2 separate regions of the Sus scrofa genome follow, and region 1 is linked to region 2. A link is a contact called in public HiChIP or PLAC-seq data. All regions are on one chromosome and are shown on one strand. The core of a region is the stretch at or near the end of the contact, and the rest is flanking DNA. Distances in the headings are between cores, read along the strand shown.

Region 1 (2,700 bases), core at 109-2,608, 140 kb before region 2:
CTGATCCTCAGCAGCAGGTGGAAGGGAAATTCTCTTTAGCAGGCTCAGGTAGAACAGATTTTATTTGGGAATTTCTGTTATGTGAGGAGGGCTATGCCAAGTTGTTTATTTGTGTATGTGCTTTTTTTTTTTTGTCTTTTTAGGGCCGCACCGGTGGCATATGGAGGTTCCCAGGCTAAGGGTTGAATTGGAGCCGCAGCAACTGGCCTATACCACAGCCATAGCAACTTGAGATCCAAGCCGCTTGTGACCTACAGCACGGTTCATGGCAACGCCGGATCCTTAACCCGTTGAGTGAGGCCAGGGATCAGATCCATGTCTTCATGGATGCCAGTAGATTTTGTTAACTGCTGAGCCACGACAGGAACTCCTGTTTATGTGCTTTTTAAAACTCCCCTCTTCAGAGATAAGCCAGAAGTCTGTGGTTGTGGTAGGCATGGCACAGACTTTTCTAGTCCCTCTTTTGCTTAATGGTAAGTGGTGTTGCCCTCACACACCCCTCAATTGTATTCTTTCGGGCCAGCCGTCCCCTTTCTTGGGAAGGGTGCGGTCCTAGACCTTATGAACTTGAAAGGAAGTTGGGATATGCTAATGCATTTCTCTCTGATCCGAAAAGGGGAAACTGAGGCCAGGACAAAGAAAGGACTTGTAGAGAGATGGCGTCACACTCTACTTAGCATGGGAACTGGGACTGCAGTGCAGGAGCCTGGCTCCTGGGTTCCTCTTTTTCAGTTTGTAATAGACCTTCCTTTTCAGTGAGGCCAGCTCTCTACAGTGAAGCAAACCTGGGAAAAGGTACAGTCAGTTAATTTACAAAGCTGTATGGTCTGATTTTAAATGACGGGGCGGGGGGCGGAGAAGGGAGGTGGGACAGGAGGAAGCATAAACTGAGGAAAAAAGGACGATAACACACCTGTACAAGGACTTGGGTGACCGGGAGGAGCCACTGGGCAGGGGGTGTGACCGGGAGGGGCCACTGGGCAGGGGGTGCGGGCCAGACCCTGCAGAGGGAGGCCCCATGGGCAGAAGGGAGCTCCCTCAGCATGTGCTGTGTGGTGGCGCTGTGCTGGACTCGGAGTGAGTATTGGTGAGCAAAACAGACGGAGTTAGCACCTCGTGGAAAATGCAGTCCGTTGTGGAGACACATCGTCCACAGATACACATGCACATAGGGAGCCGAGATTGTGGTGGGCACAGGGTGTTGTGAGGTCCAACTGACTCATTTTTACTGGGAGCCGTCCAGGAGGAAGGTGAATGAGGTTCTTGTTTAACCCAGGTCTTTTTGACAAGTGGGGGAACCCCCGCAGAGTCTCAGCAGGAGAGAGATATGAACAGATGTGTGTTGTCCTGGTTGTTATGACTTCCTGGGTGCTAGGGAGGCCAAGGGGAGGAGCCCAGAGCAAGCCTGGAGGACCTTGAGGTAGCCCAGTGTAAACTTCACCTCCTCCCTCCCCCTAGCTTTTGCCTCAGGCCACTGAGTGACCGTCCTACTCTGACACAGCATGCTTGTCTGCCTGTCTATCATCCCCCAGAAAATATAAGCTCTCAGAGGCTAGGGACTTGATTTTGTTCACTGCTCTGTCCATGGCACCTAGAACAATGCTAAATAACTGATTTGGGTGGATGAATCAGGATAGTATCATGAAGAAAGTGGTATTTCAGCAGATTACTCTGGCTACAGAACTCGTGCTGTGGATAGCCCACGTGCATGATGCAAAATCTTAAAACCTACAGATGAGAATCTCCTCGAGAATTACAGCTCGTGAATTCCTTCCAAGAGAACAGATTGTAAGAGCACTGGAAAGGGCCTGGAATTTACATATTTCCCATTGCATTTGATTAATTTGTAATTCGGCAGATGTTGATGTGTTCTGTATAATCATTAAAAAAAAAAAAAAAAAAAAAAAAAAACCTAAATTGAAATACAGTAAGCAAGCAAAAAAAAGCCTGAAAGTATTCCAGGTATTGTCAGTCTTTTTCTGGTGTTAAGCTCCACTTTACACAGGGCATGATGAGAGGTGCTATGTAGAATTAACTACTCGCTCCAGCTTCTGGCCCCAGAAAGGTTAGAATTTGATAGAGATACCCATACCAACTTTAGTTAACTTACTGTCATGTTGTCAAAGTTATTGTCAAAGGTTTGGGGTTACAAATTAACTAGAGAACTGATTTCCATGATTTTTCTTTAATAGTCAGAGTTGGCTTTTAGAAAAGGAGCCAATGCTTTTTAAAACCTATTTATAGGTCTTGGCTACCTGGAGAGTGTTACCTTATCCTTTGAAATGTATCAGACAGCTTCAGATTTCTCTGCCTTTTAAGTGGGTTATGTAGCCGGTGGTGCCTCAGAAATAACGAATAATGATGATAATAACAAACACGTTTCGTGCCAGTCCTCTTAGGAACTCAGAAACATTTGCAAGCATGATCTGTTTCTGTTACATCCCTGGCAGCCAGTTTCTTGACTCCAGGTGTGTACCCTGGCCAGAGACCTCTGTTAACTTACTTCCTCTTTATGCCAGGTGTCTGATGGGGTGGAGTTTTTCTTTCCTTACATAAAAATCTTAACCTTTGTGAATACCTGAACCTGCTAATTACCTTTTCCCGTAGGTGGATGAAAGTGCTAGGGAAAGGCTGTATTCTTTGAGCGTAGCTATTCCTGGTACTGAGTATAATAGAAACTTCTCACTTTGTATCTGTGGG
Region 2 (2,700 bases), core at 104-2,603:
TGAGCAGGGCCAGGGATCCAACTCACATCCTCATGGATGCTAGTCAGGTTCCTTACCTCTGGGCCACAAAAGGAACTCCACAGAGTGCTATTCTTTCTAATATTCGTTTCAGAGTTTTCCCAATTTTCCTTTTCTCTTCAGAGCTTTATTGCCAGTTACTTTATGGGGACTGATAAATCATAAGGAGAGAGGGTCAAGGTAATACCACTTAAACGAAATGCTGGGAAGTCCCTTACCTACTATGTTTCCCATTCCATTGTGAGCTGGATGCTAATTAATGTCTAACTGGAAGTTCCCATGTGGTGCAGCGGTTAAAGAGCTGGCATTGTCACTGCAGGGCTCACGCTGCTGCTGTGGTGAAAGTTTGATCCCTGGCTCAAAAACTTCCACATGCCCCAGGGTGGCCAGGAAAAAAAAAAAAATGTCTAACAGGAGAAACAATTCTGTTTCGAGAGGCTGACGTTAAAAACCTCAAATGCTGGAGTTCCCGTCATGGCGCAGTGGTTAACGAATCCGACTAGGAACCATGAGGTTGAGGGTTTGGTCCCTGCCCTTGCTCAGTGGGTTAAGGATCTGGCGTTGCCGTGAGCTGTGGTGTAGATTGCAGACGCGGCTCGGATCCTGCGTTGCTGTGGCTCTGGCGTAGGCTGGTGGCCACAGCTCTGATTAGACCCCTAGCCTGGGAACCTCCATATGCCGCGGGAGCGGTCAAAGAAATAGCAAAAAGACAAAAAAAAAAAAAAAAAAACCCTCAAATGCTACCACTTCTCATAATCCATGTGAAGAAAAGGTTGTAAGACAGTGGTGCTTCAGACTTTCAAAGGTATGGTTTCTAACCACACGTATGATCTTTGTAATGAATGGACACTGGATCATCTACGTCCTCGGGCCGGCCCGCCTCAACAGTGTGTAGGGGTGGGGGTGGCACCGGATTCGCCCCTCTGGACCTGAATGGCACTGACACAAGCTGATTCGTGAGGGACTAAGGTAGCACAGTGGCTTATTCCGCTTCCACGAAACAATCGCGATGCCACGCAGAATCCAGGCTGGATGCCCCAGGCCCCACCAGCTGTCCCCTCTCCCCGCCTCATCATACCCGCCGGCTCTCCTCTCTGGAAGCCCCAGGGGACCTCGTACACCCGGAGCTCAGGCGGTCAAGGACCGGGTTAGGCCAAGTCGGACGGCGCTGGAGGGCGGTGTCGCCGCGCACTGTCCCTCACCTTGCTTCCCGCGCACTTGTCCAGGAACTCTCGCAGCTCGCGACGCACCGCCTCGCGCAGCACGTTCAGGTTAACTCGCCCATAGGATAGGTGCGCCGCCATCTTGCCCCACCGCCCCCTACTCCCCCCTCGATCCAACTGAATCGGCTTTTCCCCAGCAGAGCCCACGGGCGCAGTCACGTGACGGCGTGTTCACGTGACCCGGGCCGCCGACCTTACGCCAAACCCGGAAACTAGAATCGTCAGCTGTCTGCCGCTTTCTTGGCCCTAACGCCCGCCGCTTTATTCTACCTCTTGGGTTCTGAGGCTTTTTAAGACCACAGCCTCAGTCCAGGAGCTGTTGAGCGCTGAGAGCTGTGTTTAAGGATAGAGTCTGGGTCTTACTCATCTCGTTGAAAAATCGAGAGACTTTCTTCAGAGCAGCAAGCATACCGCTGCAAAATGGTAACCAAGCTGAGCTTGAATGGAAATCTTTTCGATTTATAGCTATCGAAAGGGCCTGAGCTTTGTTCTTTCGGTTTGTCGGCTACAGTCTACAAAAATGGCTAAGGGCCGCGGGAACTTTGAGTGACTTGTCCCTTTAGCTCTTCCTAATAGACTTTTGTGTGATGTGTAGTATTTCACACAAACGGTATCCGACGTGGAATCCAGGTAAAATTCTTGTGAATTACGAGGATGAAAGAAGATGTAATTTACATGGTATAATTTATGTAAAAGGCTTAGTGCGCCTGTAATTTAACAATTGTTCAATAAATAACATTAGGAAGATATATGTTTTTCAGTACTTTGAGGTGAAAAAGGCTTGAAAATGTTTGGTCTTGCCTGGTTTCCTTCAATCCTTCATACAATGTTACGAAGAAAGGACGCGAAGCAATTACATGGAGTATACGAAAGCGATGAGTGGAATTTGAGGATGATAATCAGTCATACATACTAAGATACTTATACTCTCAATGTCTTGATTCTATCAAAGACATTTAGATTTTAAAAGAACTTGTTTCCATACATGCAGAGTGTTTCATGCCTTAATTCTCAACCCGATTTTCACCGTGGTTCTCAACCTGTATCCCAGACTCTTCTCACATGTGCAGGGTTTTTGTTCAACTGAGAATTACATATTGTAGCACCATCTGTGAGAGTGAACTTTGAGCTCAGCAGGCCATGTCATGAACTGTTAAATGAGAGCACAACTATGTTGAGAGGTAAAAATATCCACAGTTAGTGAAGTCATGCTTGGGTGCAAATGAGCAAAACTAGAATAAAGGATCCTCCTCAAACAGATCTGGCAGCTGCAGAAGGTGCAACTTAGGTTGCAACTGCAGCTCAGATCTGACCCCTGGTCTGGGAACTCAGGTGCCCTTGTGACAAAAACCAAAAAACTCACCGTCAGGATGCTAGATGGTTATCAACAGACCTTCTACTTGTGTAAGACCCAATGTTTGGAGACATTGCTACAGTACTGCAGTTGCCCTAGAAACAT

Evidence for each region. HiChIP or PLAC-seq counts read pairs in DNA pulled down with a chosen protein or histone mark.
Region 1: a contact with region 2 is called in an H3K27ac HiChIP or PLAC-seq map of alveolar macrophages. The contact joins the enhancer-like site here to the promoter of VPS33A in region 2. A contact is called at or near these places in 2 of 5 promoter capture datasets (fetal liver and fetal skeletal muscle), 8 of 47 Hi-C or Micro-C datasets (embryonic fibroblasts, epiblast stem cells, heart right ventricle and 4 more) and 1 of 2 datasets of contacts at active chromatin or transcription factors (alveolar macrophages).

What each region holds. Positions count from the first base shown.
Region 1 is chr14:30,603,364-30,606,063 of Sscrofa11.1, reverse strand. All of the region lies in intron 1 of MLXIP (MLX-interacting protein), which reads left to right. Among named protein-coding and RNA genes, the nearest start is that of MLXIP, 42 kb to the left of the region's middle. Within about 2 kb of position 1,358, at least 28 of the 83 cell types and tissues checked have an H3K27ac peak or open chromatin away from gene starts, as enhancers often do. A contact at or near this core is called in alveolar macrophages, fetal liver, retroperitoneal adipose tissue and 1 more, where this site is marked.
Region 2 is chr14:30,467,701-30,470,400 of Sscrofa11.1, reverse strand. It overlaps VPS33A (VPS33A, CORVET/HOPS core subunit), which reads right to left and starts at 1,353. Exons shown (of 13, transcript NM_001098604.1): 1 at 1,221-1,353. The coding sequence starts at 1,322.